2 separate regions of the Rattus norvegicus genome follow, and region 1 is linked to region 2. A link is a contact called in public Hi-C data. All regions are on one chromosome and are shown on one strand. Each heading gives the region's core, a stretch centred on a gene start, on an enhancer-like site or on the middle of the called end of the contact. The rest is flanking DNA. Distances are from core to core; before and after follow the strand shown.

What was found. A called contact is a pair of places that touch in the nucleus more often than the background predicts.
Region 1: a contact with region 2 is called in a Hi-C map of mammary epithelial cells, with 2.3 times the contacts expected there. The contact joins the promoter of Foxn3 here to the enhancer-like site in region 2. A contact is called at or near these places in 2 of 12 Hi-C or Micro-C datasets (frontal cortex and mammary epithelial cells).

Annotation. Positions count from the first base shown.
Region 1 is chr6:124,569,627-124,576,915 of GRCr8, reverse strand. It overlaps Foxn3 (forkhead box N3), which reads left to right and starts at 4,876. Exons shown (of 7, transcript NM_001108047.2): 1 at 4,876-4,985. It overlaps LOC102550560, which reads right to left. Exons shown (of 5, transcript XM_063262634.1): 3 at 4,498-5,012.
Region 2 is chr6:124,222,748-124,229,413 of GRCr8, reverse strand. The region is part of intron 5 of Foxn3 (forkhead box N3); the gene reads left to right. Among named protein-coding and RNA genes, the nearest start is that of Cpg1, 180 kb to the right of the region's middle. Within about 2 kb of position 5,378, at least 42 of the 93 cell types and tissues checked have an H3K27ac peak or open chromatin away from gene starts, as enhancers often do.

The DNA.
Region 1 (7,289 bases), core at 3,627-6,126, 350 kb before region 2:
TAGCCCTGCTGGGTCTGCAGTGTGCTAATGCAAGGCTTAGGGGTAGATCGGCCTCCCTAGGTGCATAACCAAATTCTGTCTTGTTTTAAAACAGTGCCTCGCTATGTAGATGTGCCTGTCCTTGAACTCACAGGGTTCATCTGTCTCTACCTCTTCTCAAATGCTGGGATTAAAAGTGCCACACCCACCTGGCATAGCTAAATTATTAGAATAAATCTCAACCAACTTTCCCCTGCCTCCTCCTTTCTGGAACCGGTGGTCTTTTTGTCACTTTATAGGTTTTTTTTTTCTTCTACCCTTCTCTACCCTTTTCCCACCCCTTCAACCCCCTCACACTAGGCAGGAGAGAAAAAAGGATACAGGGGAAAGAGGAAAGAGATCTTTTAAGTCAGGGATCAGAAAGGGGGAAACGTTAACGTTAGACTACTTCCTGCTGATTAGGGGCACTGAGTTCCATGGGGTTAAGTTTGTTTTTTGCCACCGGGATATCTAATGTCTTCTTGTTGTTTCTTCTTTTTCTTTGCGCATGACTACTTAACAAACTGTGACCCACAACAACCGACAGCCCACCATGCCTCTCAGGACCCTAGCATTTAGATAACTCCTGAAAAACACCCAGAATTGCAAATGTCACCCAATCGCAGAAGCTATCTGAAGCTAGAAAAAAATCCCACCCCTGCTAGAGCATGAGGCAAATCACAGGCAACTTCCTGCTTCCTTGCCTACGGGCTCTTCCTCCAGAGAACCCTGAACTAAAGCAAACACCTTTCTACACTTTACTCGTTCATTTAACTAACTTTCTTCCTTCCTTCCTTCCTTCCTTCCTTCCTTCCTTCCTTCCTTCCTTTCTTTTTCTCACAGGGTTTCTGGCTATACAGCCTAAGATGACCTTGAATTTCTAATCTTAGGACCTCCACCTCCTGCTGGGATCACAGATAAGTGCTGTCATAACCACTGTGATGTGTCTGTGTGATGCTGGAAAGCACTCTACCTACTAAGTTACACCCCCAGTCCCTCATTCAAAGAAGATGAGCGTGTACTATATATCAGACATCATTTTGCTTTGTTTTTGTTTCAAGACAGGTTCTCACTCTGTAGTCAAGGCTGGCCTCAGACTCTCAGCTGTTCTGCTGCCTTGACCATGCGTGTGCTGGAATTAAAGACACGGCCAGTTCAGGCACTTTTATGTTCCAAGCTTCCTGGCACCGTGGAACTTCTGCTGCGATGTGTGGAGGAGACCGTGGATTATCAAGATCGTAGTAGATCAAACACGTTAGAAAGTGGTGAGCTCAAAGAGAGAGGTGAGAACAGAGGAAGAAGCAAGAGATGCTGGAGAAGGGACATTGGGCAAGGGCTTACAGGACATAAAAGGGGTCACGCGGAGACCGCAGTCACCTTCAAAGATCAAGGCACCCAGGCTCAAGATTTACATCACTTCTTCAAGGGACAGCGTCTCACTGGACTTCATTTTCTGACCCTCCATGGTTTGGCAATGCCTGAGGTGTTCCCTCCAGTGGACCTCCCTCTCTTCATTCTTCTGTACAGCATGGGGAAATTACTCAGGGATGATGAGTCACAGCAGAAACCTAAAAGCAACCCCAGGGTGAACAGTTCATGGGAAGTGGCCCTGTAGAAGATTCAGCGAGGGGCAGCCCAGCATATGATGACATTGGGCAGGAAGAGGAGATACCGTTCTCTGGTTTGCCTCTTCCTGCAATCTGTCATTTTTCCCTTTGTCTCCTCTGGGCCACACCCCACCAGCAGTCAACTGGTTAGGGACTCTTTGACACCTGGACGGGTACAGGCAGCCCCACAACTCAGAGGAGGATGCGCTTAAGGGTGGCTCAGAAAATAACTGACAGTTGGCACTCAGGACAGGGCAGCAGGGAGGTAATTCAACTGCAGCAGGGTGGCCACCACAGTTGTTTGCTTTAAGGACATTTGTGCCTGGTTGTTTCTTGTCAACGCCACACAAACCAGAGTCACCAGGGAAGGGGGGCCTCAGTTGAAGAACTGCCTCCGATAGAATGGCCTGTGGCCATATCTGTTGGGCATTTTCCTTTTTAGCTGATTGACGTGGGAAGGTCCATGATACCCATTGTGTGGGCAATACCATCCTTGAGCAGGTAGGTCTGGCTCTGTGTGTGTGTGTGTGTGTGTGTGTGTGTGTGTGTGTGTAACTGAGGAGCAAGCCACAGTGTTCCTCTGTGGTCTCAGCTTCATTTCCTGCCTCCAGGTTCCTACTCGATCCTCTCAGTGATGGATTATGACCTGGGAATTATAAGATGAAATAAAGTCTCCCGCAGGCAAACTAGGATGATTTCATTCCCATGGCCTAGAGTATTACCTTAACCTAATGCTTGATCCAGTCACAATTGGAGGAATGAGTGAATTTGAGAATGAATGATTGAGTGACTCGGGCCTTGAGCCTGCTTAGTAACGGGGCTGCTTTGCGACATCTCACAGTTCCCTGTCGATGCTAAGGCTACTTGGATCCTACCGTTCACACCATTTTAAGGTGACACGGACACCGACACGGATGGTACAGCTGTAAAGTCATTAGTGTTTCCACAAAGAGGTCAGATAGATCCATCAGGTGACTTTTACACAAGCCCTTCCAAGTACCTCACCAGGAAGGAGCATACACCTCCTGATAGCCCTTCCCTGACTGGCCCCTTACTCAGCTGCTGTACTCTTTTGAAGTTTCTGTCTGTGAGGTTCAACATCATCCAGTCCTTCACCTGGCTAGGGACAGGTTGGAACACATCATGAGAAGTGACACTCGGTTTTGGAGGGGGGTGGGGGGTGGGGGGGAAGGAGGAAGTGGAAGGCCACAAACAGATCTGGCTGCTAACTTTCCCACGGGCGCAGAAGAGACGAGAAGTGACTCCCCAAAGGGCCATCAGATGCCAAGTGCTGCTGGGTTGGCTCAGGGATATTCAGGGATAGTGAGTGGGTCTCACTAATGGCTCACCTTATATCTAAGATACTTAACTTTGGGGCCCACAAAACCTTTCAGAGGGGACACTAGAAAGTGATCAGTTTCTACTGCAGATACACACAACGCGTATAAAGCGGTCAGTCGTGTGTCTGACAGAAAAAACAAAAACAAAAACAAAATACAGCAACAGTGTACCTGGGTGACTAAGGCACTACTTAACTGGGAGCTAGAAGCCCCCGGAGAGAAATCTGAATGGTCCAGCTCCTTCTAGCAAAATTTCTCAGCAGTGACTAAAATATTCTCAAGTACTTCATGTGGCCATGCTATAGACTGGGGCTCTGTTACAGGTAAGAAGGGATGCTGGAATCCTACTGCGTTCCCACAGTGCTTGCAGAGAGGTAGGAGGGGGACAGATGGTATCTTGCTGCAAGGGGTTGGGGGTTGGGGTGGAGAGACCTGAGGGAGAGATTCCATCCTCACTGGTCACCAGTCAGGGAGCTTCAGACCAGTCCTTTCTTGAACCTCCATTGCCTGTTTTCTCTTGGAGGCGTGGTAAAGATCACAGGAGAAGTACTTTGAAGATGGGGGAAAGTACCACGTTACAACACTAGGTGTGAAAAGAGTCACCTGTGATGTTCATTTAATAATGTTTAAAAATCTTCCATTACCTTTAGCTAGCCTGCACTAGAGAGGGCAACGGCACTTTTCAAAGGGACATTTTCTGCTCTCGAAATAGAAGTCAGAAGCCGCGGTTTTAGTTTTCTTTTTGGTGTAAACCACAGCACCGACCTTTGTTGCTATTAGCAGTCTGACTGAATCGTGACCTTCTAACTTGGTGGTATCTGAAGGCTCAAAGAATTCTTGAAGGAACACTTGCCAAGCCTTTCAAACAGGTTTCCTCAACTGAAGCACTGTTATGAATTAGGGGCTAATGGAATTGTCTTCTTAAAGGAGAACCTGCAAGATTTAAGTGACCTTCCAGGTGGGCCACAGTAAATACAGAACCAAAAAGTCGCGCGAGAGCCAGGAGGGTGGAGGTGGGTTGGGGTGGGGTGGGATGGGGGTGGGGCTGGGAGCAGTTGGTTTAGTTCAACTCTTACAAGGTAACACTCTTGCTCAGAAAGAAACGTAGAATTTTTACAGTCCCCCTAATGGTAACAAGCTGATCTGTGAACTAATCTAGGATCATAATTTACTTTTGGTTTATGGGATTTGCGAATTTTTCGCATTTGTTTTAATTTGTAATTAAGTTTTCTCTACGAGGCACACCATATGCCACCATTAATTCTCTCTAGTTGATTTCTTAGGAGATACATGGGTGCATATTTTGATGTAATTTTGGAGGTCTTTTGAAAATCAGATGACTACGTGGTGAGCCATATGGGGCTTTGTTATTTAAAACACAAATTATAAAGCTAGAGAAATCAGAATGGAAAATAAAAAAAAATGTTAATGGGGGCAAATTGGGGGGGAAAGTGGTTTCAAGCGCACGAACTGTCCACTTTTTTCCCTCCCGGATACTCTGAAATCTCCGAGGATCCCGCGATGTCTCTTACCTTCTGCAAGCGCACTCTATACCACAGGTGCACGGAGCAAACCTCTCGGCCACGCTTGTGCATTCCGCCCGGGCTGCAGATTCTAGCATCTGCCTTCTGGGAATTCGGCGGGAGCCAGCGCCTTTCTTTGCACACCCAGGCTTTGGCACTGAGCTCCGCTTTCTCCGCACCCAAGGCTGCACGGCTTTCCCGCTCGTGCTTTCCCGGGACTCCCCCCCTCCCCCGCCGCCCCGCAGTACGTGCAGGCTGCAGAGCGGGCCGCGGCCCGGGCGGCGAGCGCTAGGACCCAGCGGGACTCCGGGCCCGGGTGGGAGCCGAGCCGCCGACCCCGGGCAGGCGCCGGGCGCTGGAGCCGGGTGTTCCGGCCGCGGTCCGTGCAGCTCGGCTGGGAGACGGCGCGAGCCGGCGGCGGGGCCCCCCGCGAGTCCAGCGCCGCTGCAGCCCCCCAATGCGGCCGCGAGAAGCAGCTGGGGGGCAGGCGATCGAAGGTAAGGAAAATCCAGCTCGCTGGCTGTCTAGCGAGCCTCTGCCCGGGTTAGCATTGTCACCCCAAGCCTCGCTGCCCAGGCTGCCCATTTTGGGGGGCACCCTTGGCTTTTTATCTTAAGGTGTCCGCCCCCATCTGTGCACCTAGTTTCGGATTGATTTATAGCATGCAGCCCAGAATGGGGAAGATCCAGGGATGGCGAGTTGCTTATTTTCGTTAGTTTTTGTCTCAAAAGTAAGTTCATTTAAAAAAAAAAAAAAAGAAAGAAAGAAAAGGAAAGAAAGAAAAGTTTTTTTTTCTGGAATTTGTAGATAGCTGGTTTTACATTTTTATTTTAAAAAATCCCAGACAATGGATATTTATAAAAATTACCGAATAATTGATGTAATTCTGTTAATGACTTCGGAGGGAGGCGGCTTTGGAGGGTCCCCAGGCATGACTAGTATTTTCAAGGAACTAACGTGTTAAATGTGGAGTTTGGTTGGGGCAGAGTTACAGCATCGCTGTCGTAACTGTTTTGCTATCAATTATAAACAGAGTGTCTATGGGCAGTTTAAACCTCTTTTTCAAATACCGGAGCTGCATATCCCGGCGTGACATGGACAAACCGGAGTGTCCGTTGAAGGAAGCAGGAGTGTTTCTGTTTTTGGAGAAAAACGTTGTTTTGAGGAGAAAACCCTAGATTCCTAGCCCGGGAGACTATTTTTCATGCTTTGTTTATAGTCTGGGAATGACATTTGGGAAAGGGGGACGCGGTCTTTCTTGGGAGCTTTTAATCGTGGGGGTTATTAATTTATTTAATTTATTAGTTTCAATTGGTTGGGCTCCGGGAGCCTTCCGTCACCAGGTTGTGCTAGCGTTGGGACACATGATTGCGAAGGGGAAACTGCCAGCTCTGAAAGGACTGGACCCGGCTGGTGGAAGCTCCCCCGTGGCGCTGTTGTAGGCTGGGTGCTCCAGGCTCATTGAAGAAAATGGGAATGGCTTTTCCTGGCTGAGGAAGACATCAGTATTTCCCTTTTGTTCCCTGTTTTTTCATTGATCTCCAGCTCTGCCTTAGCCAGGGGGAGCAGCTCAGAGGGTGCAGAGAGCCCTGAAGACTGCACGAATGTCTGGAGCCCGCTCTAACTCTCACACTGATTGGTCAGTCAGATGGGGACTTAGGAAAACAGTCACCCGAAACCTTCTTTTAAAACCTTGTCTTAATTTCAGATCTGCCTTCTCGTACATGGGTTCCTGCGTGGTTTCTTTTTTGATCTGGGTGCATCTGGCTCTCTCTGGGTGTCTTCATCTTTAATTTTTTGTTGTTGTTTCTATCCAGATAAAGTAGGCCATTTTGGTGACAAATTTCTTTGCAGATGTCAGCTCCTAGCTTGCACTGATAGATGTGGGGCTTCACAATACAGGCTCAGTGATTTCTGTTCGTAAGTTGTAGAATGCAAAGTCAACTTGGAATTAATTTTTCCTAATTTTTTTTCAATCTGAGCATTTAAATAGCTGCACCAACAGATGGATGCTTAACTGTATCATTACTTTGATAATTTAAGTGCCTTGTGAATTAGCGTGTTTCTCGCGCTAAATCTAAGTCTTTAGACAGTGAAAGGGAAAACAGACAATGAGGGGCAAGCAATCATGATCAGCTTGCAGACTGTTGCAAGAAATTGTGGCGTCTGCTTTGAGCAGAATACATTCACATCCAAGAAGGGGGGGGGGTGCTGTGGGGGCGGAGTTCTCTCACCACAGAAGGCTGAATTAGAGCTAGGCATGAAGCGGGATCTCTGTAAGACAGCCTGCCGCTTCTGGACATCTTCATTTGAGCCTTAAAGTGCCTCATTAAAGAAGCTGGGTCCCAGAAGTTGTTAACCGTATAAACACTTTTCTGATTGGTTTAAATATTTAGACACAGGAAGTAGATGGTATCTAGTAACCCAGGAATGGAGACACGGTTGTCATAGAAACTGAGGAGTGTAACCCCACCCCACCCCCACCACACATGCATTCACTACCATGACCACCACTTAAAAAAAAAAAAAAAAAAAAAAAAAAAAAGCCCTGCCTGTCATCACAGATGCTTGGAGAACTTGCTGGCTTCTGTTAGTGTTCCCACAACATCTGTTGAAACCTGAGACCATGCCTGTCAAACCAAGGTCATTTTACAACAACCAAAAAAAAAACAAAAAACAAAAAACAAAAAAAAAAACCAACACACACACACACACACACACACACACACACACAAAACAGCCCTCTGGATTTCATAACTGTATTTTTATTGAAAATAGTTCAGGGGAGAGCCCAAATGCCA
Region 2 (6,666 bases), core at 4,129-6,628:
TCTTGGGGACCAAGGACTTCGTTGCTGGGCTGTAGGGACCCCTGAGCAGAGTGGGACTTGAAGCTTTTCCGTGAATCATTGAACCTGTATCAGTGGGGAGCAATTGACTGTTTGAGCAATGTCACCCCAGGAGTTGCCAAAGAAGCTAATTTACCTGTTTCTCATACAATGCGCTTATTAAAATAAACTTGCTCCATTATGGCATATAGGTAACGGGCCTCCTGCAGGCAAAATCGAAAAGAGCAGAGTGAAGTTTCTTTACCTTTTTGTTTTTTTCCTGAGGCATTGTCTTCTGAAGCCAGCATCGTCCACGTTATTAATCGCTTGTGGGGCTTTATCTGCATTGCATTGCTCCCTTGGAATTAAACTGCACATATAAAGTATGAAAAATATACTTTTTTTAACAGTAAAAAAGTAATTTTCTCACATAATACCCAAAATAAAGTGCCATGGAGCCATTAGTAGTAAATTGAATTTTTTGGTATGTAATTTGTACAAAAACTGACAAGTACGAGGCCCCCTCTTCCCAGTCATTAGTTACTGGGTTTAGCGGACACAGAGGCAGTAATCTGCAAGGGCAGGCATTTTGATGTCGGCTTCAATTGCACACTTCATTTATTTGGACAGGGGACAGGCGGCAGCTTCTGTCACAAGGCCTCACTGCACTATTAGTGAATTTCGCCCCAGGGCAGCTGGGACGCTGGGCTGGGGCAGATGTTCTTTTCAGCCTATTCAGTGACCATTCTTGGGGGTTGTTTACCGTTGCCATGGTGACCTTCATTTCCATAGCAGCAGCGCTGCTGTTTCTCAGAGGGGAATGAATTTAGTTATAAAGGGATAATATTTTTCTCTGTCTCTATATAACCTGCCATCTGTCAACCGGTGGATTGGTAAGGATTCAGAAACCTATTAAGAATTATAGCAATAAAATTATGTGCGTTCGGGAGGGAGCAGATTAAAAGCAATAATAAAGGAGGGGGTGAGCACTGTGCCTTCTACAGCAGAACTTCCTCAATTCCTTTCTTGTACTTTATGTGCTTTTTCCTAATGCCCTCATCACCTCCAACACCACTGTGTGCACACATACCCTCGGAAAACGCAATTTCCATTCTGCTGACGAATGGAAATGACCAAACGTCTTGTTTGTATGTGTCTGGAAGCAGGTGCATTCAGAGCTTTCCCTTCATGGAGATGCTGTGAGTTCCTCCCCCATCGTTAGAGAGTCCCAGGCTGACCTTCCTCTTGTTACTGGCTTACCTACTTCCCCACCCAGGGTAAAGACCGAGGGTGCCCAAGCCAGCAACTTACCAGACACCCACAGTGCCGATCCCAACACTTAACAAAGCGAGAAGAGGACATGATCGTAGATCTCAAAAATGAAGAGGAAATTACTAGCATGTTCCTTGAATCTCGTTCCAGAGTAACTTTTCTTTCTCTCAAGTCCGGATTGGTATGAGAGTAACCTCTGAAGTCCCTCATCTGGATTTTTTTTTCTTTCTCTGTCACGTTCATAAACCGTAACTTGCAGGGGTGAAAAGAACACACATGCCCACTGGCCCCGTTGTAAATAATATTATTTATTGGTTGATTTTTCCAGATCCTGACATTGATGCTGCCAGTGCCATGATGCTTTTGAATTCTCCCCCTGAGATACAAGCAGGTTGTGAGTAGATATTTCTATAGCATACAGCCCCACAGATTGTGAACTTAACCTTCTCGTTTACGCCCCAGACCATAGGAAGCACTAATGCCGACATAGCCCTGCACTCGGAGCATCCCTTAAACTAAGTGTGTGATTCACTTAACATGCACATGCATGTACACATACGGCCATCCATGCGTATGTGGGAACCGGTGCAGAGGTATGCCTCAAGGATGAGAGAGTTCTCACATAGTGTCAGGACCAAGGAGATGAAAGGTGGACCCTATAACAACTCCTGCTGGAGGTGTTTCTCCCCAGGGAATCATTCCCGTGACTTTGTAGGAGAGGGTCCCCGGGCCAGCTAATCCACGGTGGCGCCAAGTGGTACCTAGTTATAAACTTTTTTTTTCCTCTATCTAGGTTTTCAACAATATTAAGGTGCATTCTGGGAAGTTTGACCCACCCATGAGTGGCTTGGCCTTAATAGGTGCCACAGAGAGAAGGGCAGGGCTGGTGTAGCTTAGTAGTGCTCAATGAGCAATGCCAGTTAGGACAGGTCTTTGCCTTGCTTGGTTGGGCCTGACTCTCGCCCATTACCTGGTGTCTTGTCTTATCTTGTCTTTTCTTTTCTTCTCTTTTCTTCTCGTCTCTTTTCTTTTCTGTTCTTTTCTTTTCTTCTCTTTATAGTTCACCTGAAATCAAGATGTCTTCCCCGCCTCACAGCTTGAGGCCAGTGTGTCTGTCCATGCCCCACACCTGGCCAGAACCACACTGAGCTGAGAGGTGGTACACCAGGATCTGCTTGTCTTCTGTCGGTGCTGCTCTCACAGGGGTAGAAAGTGACTCGATGTGACAGGTTCTCCTGTGACACTGCTAGGGGCTGCTCCCTACCTGTCTTGTGCCTGTGACTAGGTTTCCAGCTGGCTTGGAGCTCTGGCTTTCTAAAGATATCATTCCCTTTTAAGCAATGAGGATTCCCCCACTTTGAGGGAATTTCCCACAAGAAAGCACCCATCCCAAGATCCACACTAGATTCATGGTGGAGTGAGAAGAATTCCAGACCCCCATCCATAGCCTTCTTGAGAGCCTTAGGGGGAAAGGTCTTTTTTCTCTGTACCTATTTTAAAAGATTGAAGCAATACTGCCAGGCAAGCGTTCTCAGACAGCTTGGTCATGTGCCTGGGGCCACCCTTACCTGCCCTGACTGCTTGCTCCCGGCTGTCAGCCTACATTTCCTGACCTCTGCAGTGTGAGGCTGCTTACACCTCCAGCCAGCCCAATCCACTGCTAAGTAGAGAGCCGTTCACCCAGCCAGCCTGAAGGTGACTCTTTAGTGTCCGAGAAATCTGTGCTTAAAATCCGTTCTTAGATAACATTTCAGGAAAAGTTAGAGACTCCAATTGTAATCAAGTCACAGACTGGAAAGATTCCTATGATCAGGTGGCATAACCCATTTAGTGAAAGCAGACTGATCTCATCAGAGCCATGTAAAATTCCAACCCCTTCCTTGGCTTGCTGCCTTGTGTGCTATGTGTGTTACTTTATGGTATATACTTCTGATGGGCCGGGCCCTAGAGTAGATACTTCTTTTTTTTAATATTTTATTTATTTAATGGATATGAGTACATTGTAGCTGTCTTGAGATACACCAGAATCTGTTACAGATGGTTGTGAGCCGCTATGTGGTTGCTGGGAATTGAACTCAAGACCTCTGAAAGAGCAGCTAGTGCTCTTAACCACTGAGCCATCCCTCCAGCCCTGGTGTAGATACTTCTGATGGGCCAGTTCCTAGGCCGAGAAGGGAATGGGGAGTCTAGGAAAGTCGAGAGATGTGGGTTGATAACTCACAGACCCTCAGTGTCTCTCCTGAAAGTCTCTTATTCCTGGCCTCTTGACCACAGGTTGGGTTCTCCTGATTTGCTAACAGGATTGTTTTTAATATTTTCTTGACCAAATGAGCCTTCTTGTCCATCCCTGTAACTCTCCAACTGTAATTCTCTTCCTGCAATGTCCGTAGTCCTACTTATGTCAGGTGCCGCACTGAGGTTTCAAAGTGCTCATGTGTTAAAGATACGATTCCTTTTCATTCCTTTAAAGGTGGGGTTCCATGTGATCCAAGCTGGCCCCAGACTTTCCATGTCCCAAGGGATGACCTGGACTTCTTATCTTCCTGCCCCATTTCTCTGGCATGCACCACCACACCATATGTGCATACGTGCGCTGGGGTGGAGACCAGGACTGGGGACTGAGCTACGGTCCCCAGCTCTGTGGGTCATCTTAGTGGCCTTTTTTTAACTTTTAACATTCTGTGAAAAGGCCACAGACTTCACGAGGGCCTCAGGCCAAGAGGACTCTCCAGGGTCTTGGCAGGCGCCACTGGATGCCTATGAAGGTCATCAAGGGTCACTCACAGGCAGGAACAGCAATGTAGACAAGAGAACAAGAAGGTCGTGGAGACACTGGCTTCATATTCGCCTTCCCGTCTCAGACCGGAGGTCAAGTGTACGCACTGTCAGTGGCGGGCTTCAGAGCCCCTAAGGATTAAAACAATGCCAGTTAGGGAGCGTGGCAAATCAGCCATCTCCTCGTGGACACAGCCAGAGGGAAGTGTGTGCACAGCTCTTTCTGGCCATTCCAACTGTAGCTTTATTTTCCTTTACATTGCTGGGGGCCGGGGGCAAAGGGGACGGCGAAGTGTTGCAAGACAGGGTTTCCCTGTATAGCCCTGGCTGTCCTGGAACTTGCTCTGTAGACCAGACTGGCCTCAAACTCAGAGGTCAGCCTGCTTCTACCTCCCGAGTGCTGGGATTGAAGGTGTGTACGCCACTGCCTGGCAGCATTGATGGTCTCTTGCCTTGAGATTGGGGCAGTGCCTTGATCCCTTAAGGGAGAAGCCATACAGTCAGAATGATGAAGTGCTCTGCTAGTGTTGCCTGAGGGCTTGGTAGCAATCCTCAGTGAATGTAGAAAGTTAACAAACAGCCTCTGTGATGCACCGTGTGGGTTCACGCAGACCTTCTCCCATGGTCAGGAGCCGGGCAGCATGGCTTCTGAGAACCCCATATGTTTCCTGCTGCTCTCTTCCCTGGGGCTGGGGCCAGGCTCTGTTTATAGAACCTCCTCGTGCCTTGCTATTTATAGCTTCCTGCTTCACCCTGGGCTGCCCCTCTGAGTGGTAAACTACCTACCTCATCTCCTGGCAATCACAGGCTGGCTTCCTTGCTAGAAAGGGCTCCCTCCCCCCTTTGTCATCCTGCTTTGTAGCCTCTGCACTTCAGGTCACTGAGTGGCATCCTTAGATCTCTTCCTTGTTTGGTATCTGCAAAGCTAGCCCAGGGCCAGCACACTGGCTCTGAAACTCTGTGAGTAATAGAAAAGGCTCTGCCTGAGACACTAGTGAGAGCCCAGGAACCCTGTGCCCCCTGCAGTGGTTGGGTTGCAGTCCTGAGGGCCCACCACCTCTGTTTTCAGTTGTCTACTGCAATTTGCAGTGAGCTAATAAAAGCCTTGTCTTCTAACAGTTTGTGCCTCTGGTGTCAGTCATGGAGCGTGGGATACCTTCCGCAAGAAGGGTCATCATGCTCAAAATGCCACTTGCCAAACAGTCAGCAACAAGCATGGCTGTCTGCTCACCTTACCTTCTGAAATCAGTCTGTCCACCTACTCCAGGCTCTCCCTAAAGAGTGGCAGTGCACACTCATCTCAGCTGCTGGTATCTCCTGAATCACCTGCCTAGTAGCTCCCTCGACAATCCCTGTGAGTCATCGTCAACCCCTGTGAGGAAACTAGGTCACCATTCGCTATCTCCAAAGGTTTATATAATCCTTGCTTGGAATTTTCCCAGAGACAGAATGCCAGATAATAAACAAAAGAGCAGAATGGACCAAGAGGGATGGGGAGAGCTACCTGGAACTGGGGTGCATGTCATCTATGTAGGGCTCCACAGAAGAAAGACCACAGGAAACAGGCTGTGCCTGCCATGACAGCCCTTCCCCAGCCTGCGCCCAAGCAAGCAGGTGGAAGGGGTGCCTTCGGGGGAGGAACCATGACAGGAATGGCCTGCTGCTCAGCTTATGGCCTCTGATAGTGTTAGCCAGGGCTGCCCTCCAATGGCAGAGCTGCGAGCTCCCCACTGAGGTTAATTTCAGACCTTGCAAAGACCAAGGGAGATGCCTATCAAGAGGGAGGCAGGCGAAGCGCTGAGGGCCAGCACAGTGTGCGGGAAAGTTTGCTTTATGCCTTGGATTTTTCAGAACAGAACTGCTCTTTAGACCTGGGAAGGGGCTCAGTACTTGCTATAAAAGCATGACGACCTAAGTCCCAGAAGTGGGAGTTGGGGTTGGGGAATGCATGCCCTTAATTCTGGTCCTAGGGAGGCAGGGACAAGTAAACCCTAGCCCAGTGGCCATAATAGACTAGGTGACATGGCTGAGGATGTTGACAGAGGAAAGCATCCAGTGTCAACCTTGGGCTATCATAAGAGCGCGTTCCCGAGTCCATGCTCACTTCGTGCACACAGACAGACAAAGGACTCCTAAGGTTGCTGTCACTTATGGCCGTAGCATCTGCACTGAGTCATGCTGCTTGGTTGTCCCTGGTCTGGCGTGAGTGTTACAGTCTAGCTGATTTCAGGGGGGGGCTGGAGACATTCTGTGACTTAAGGAACAGCCGGTCAATAAGTGCTGGGGCCATAGCACCTGAGGCTCCAGCAGCCTGTTTCTTCTCCTGGGTTGCTGGGAGAAAGATGTGTAGCCCGCTGACCAGAAAGGGTGATGCTGGGTGCCTAGACCTCTTCTAGTGGGACACAGAGTTAGGAGTCGGCTCCAAACGTGTATTTTCTTAAGTATTTGACTGAGCTGCCTCCTGACTCCATCTCAGAGCCTGAGGCGATGGCTGTGTTGGTCTTTGAGTGTATCGGTTTTTTCAGGAGGTAGTGAGAGAAAGAAAGGGTCTTAGTCAGGGTTTCCATTGCTTCAGAGAAACACTGTGAACACAAAGCAAATTGGGGAGGAAAGGGTTTATTT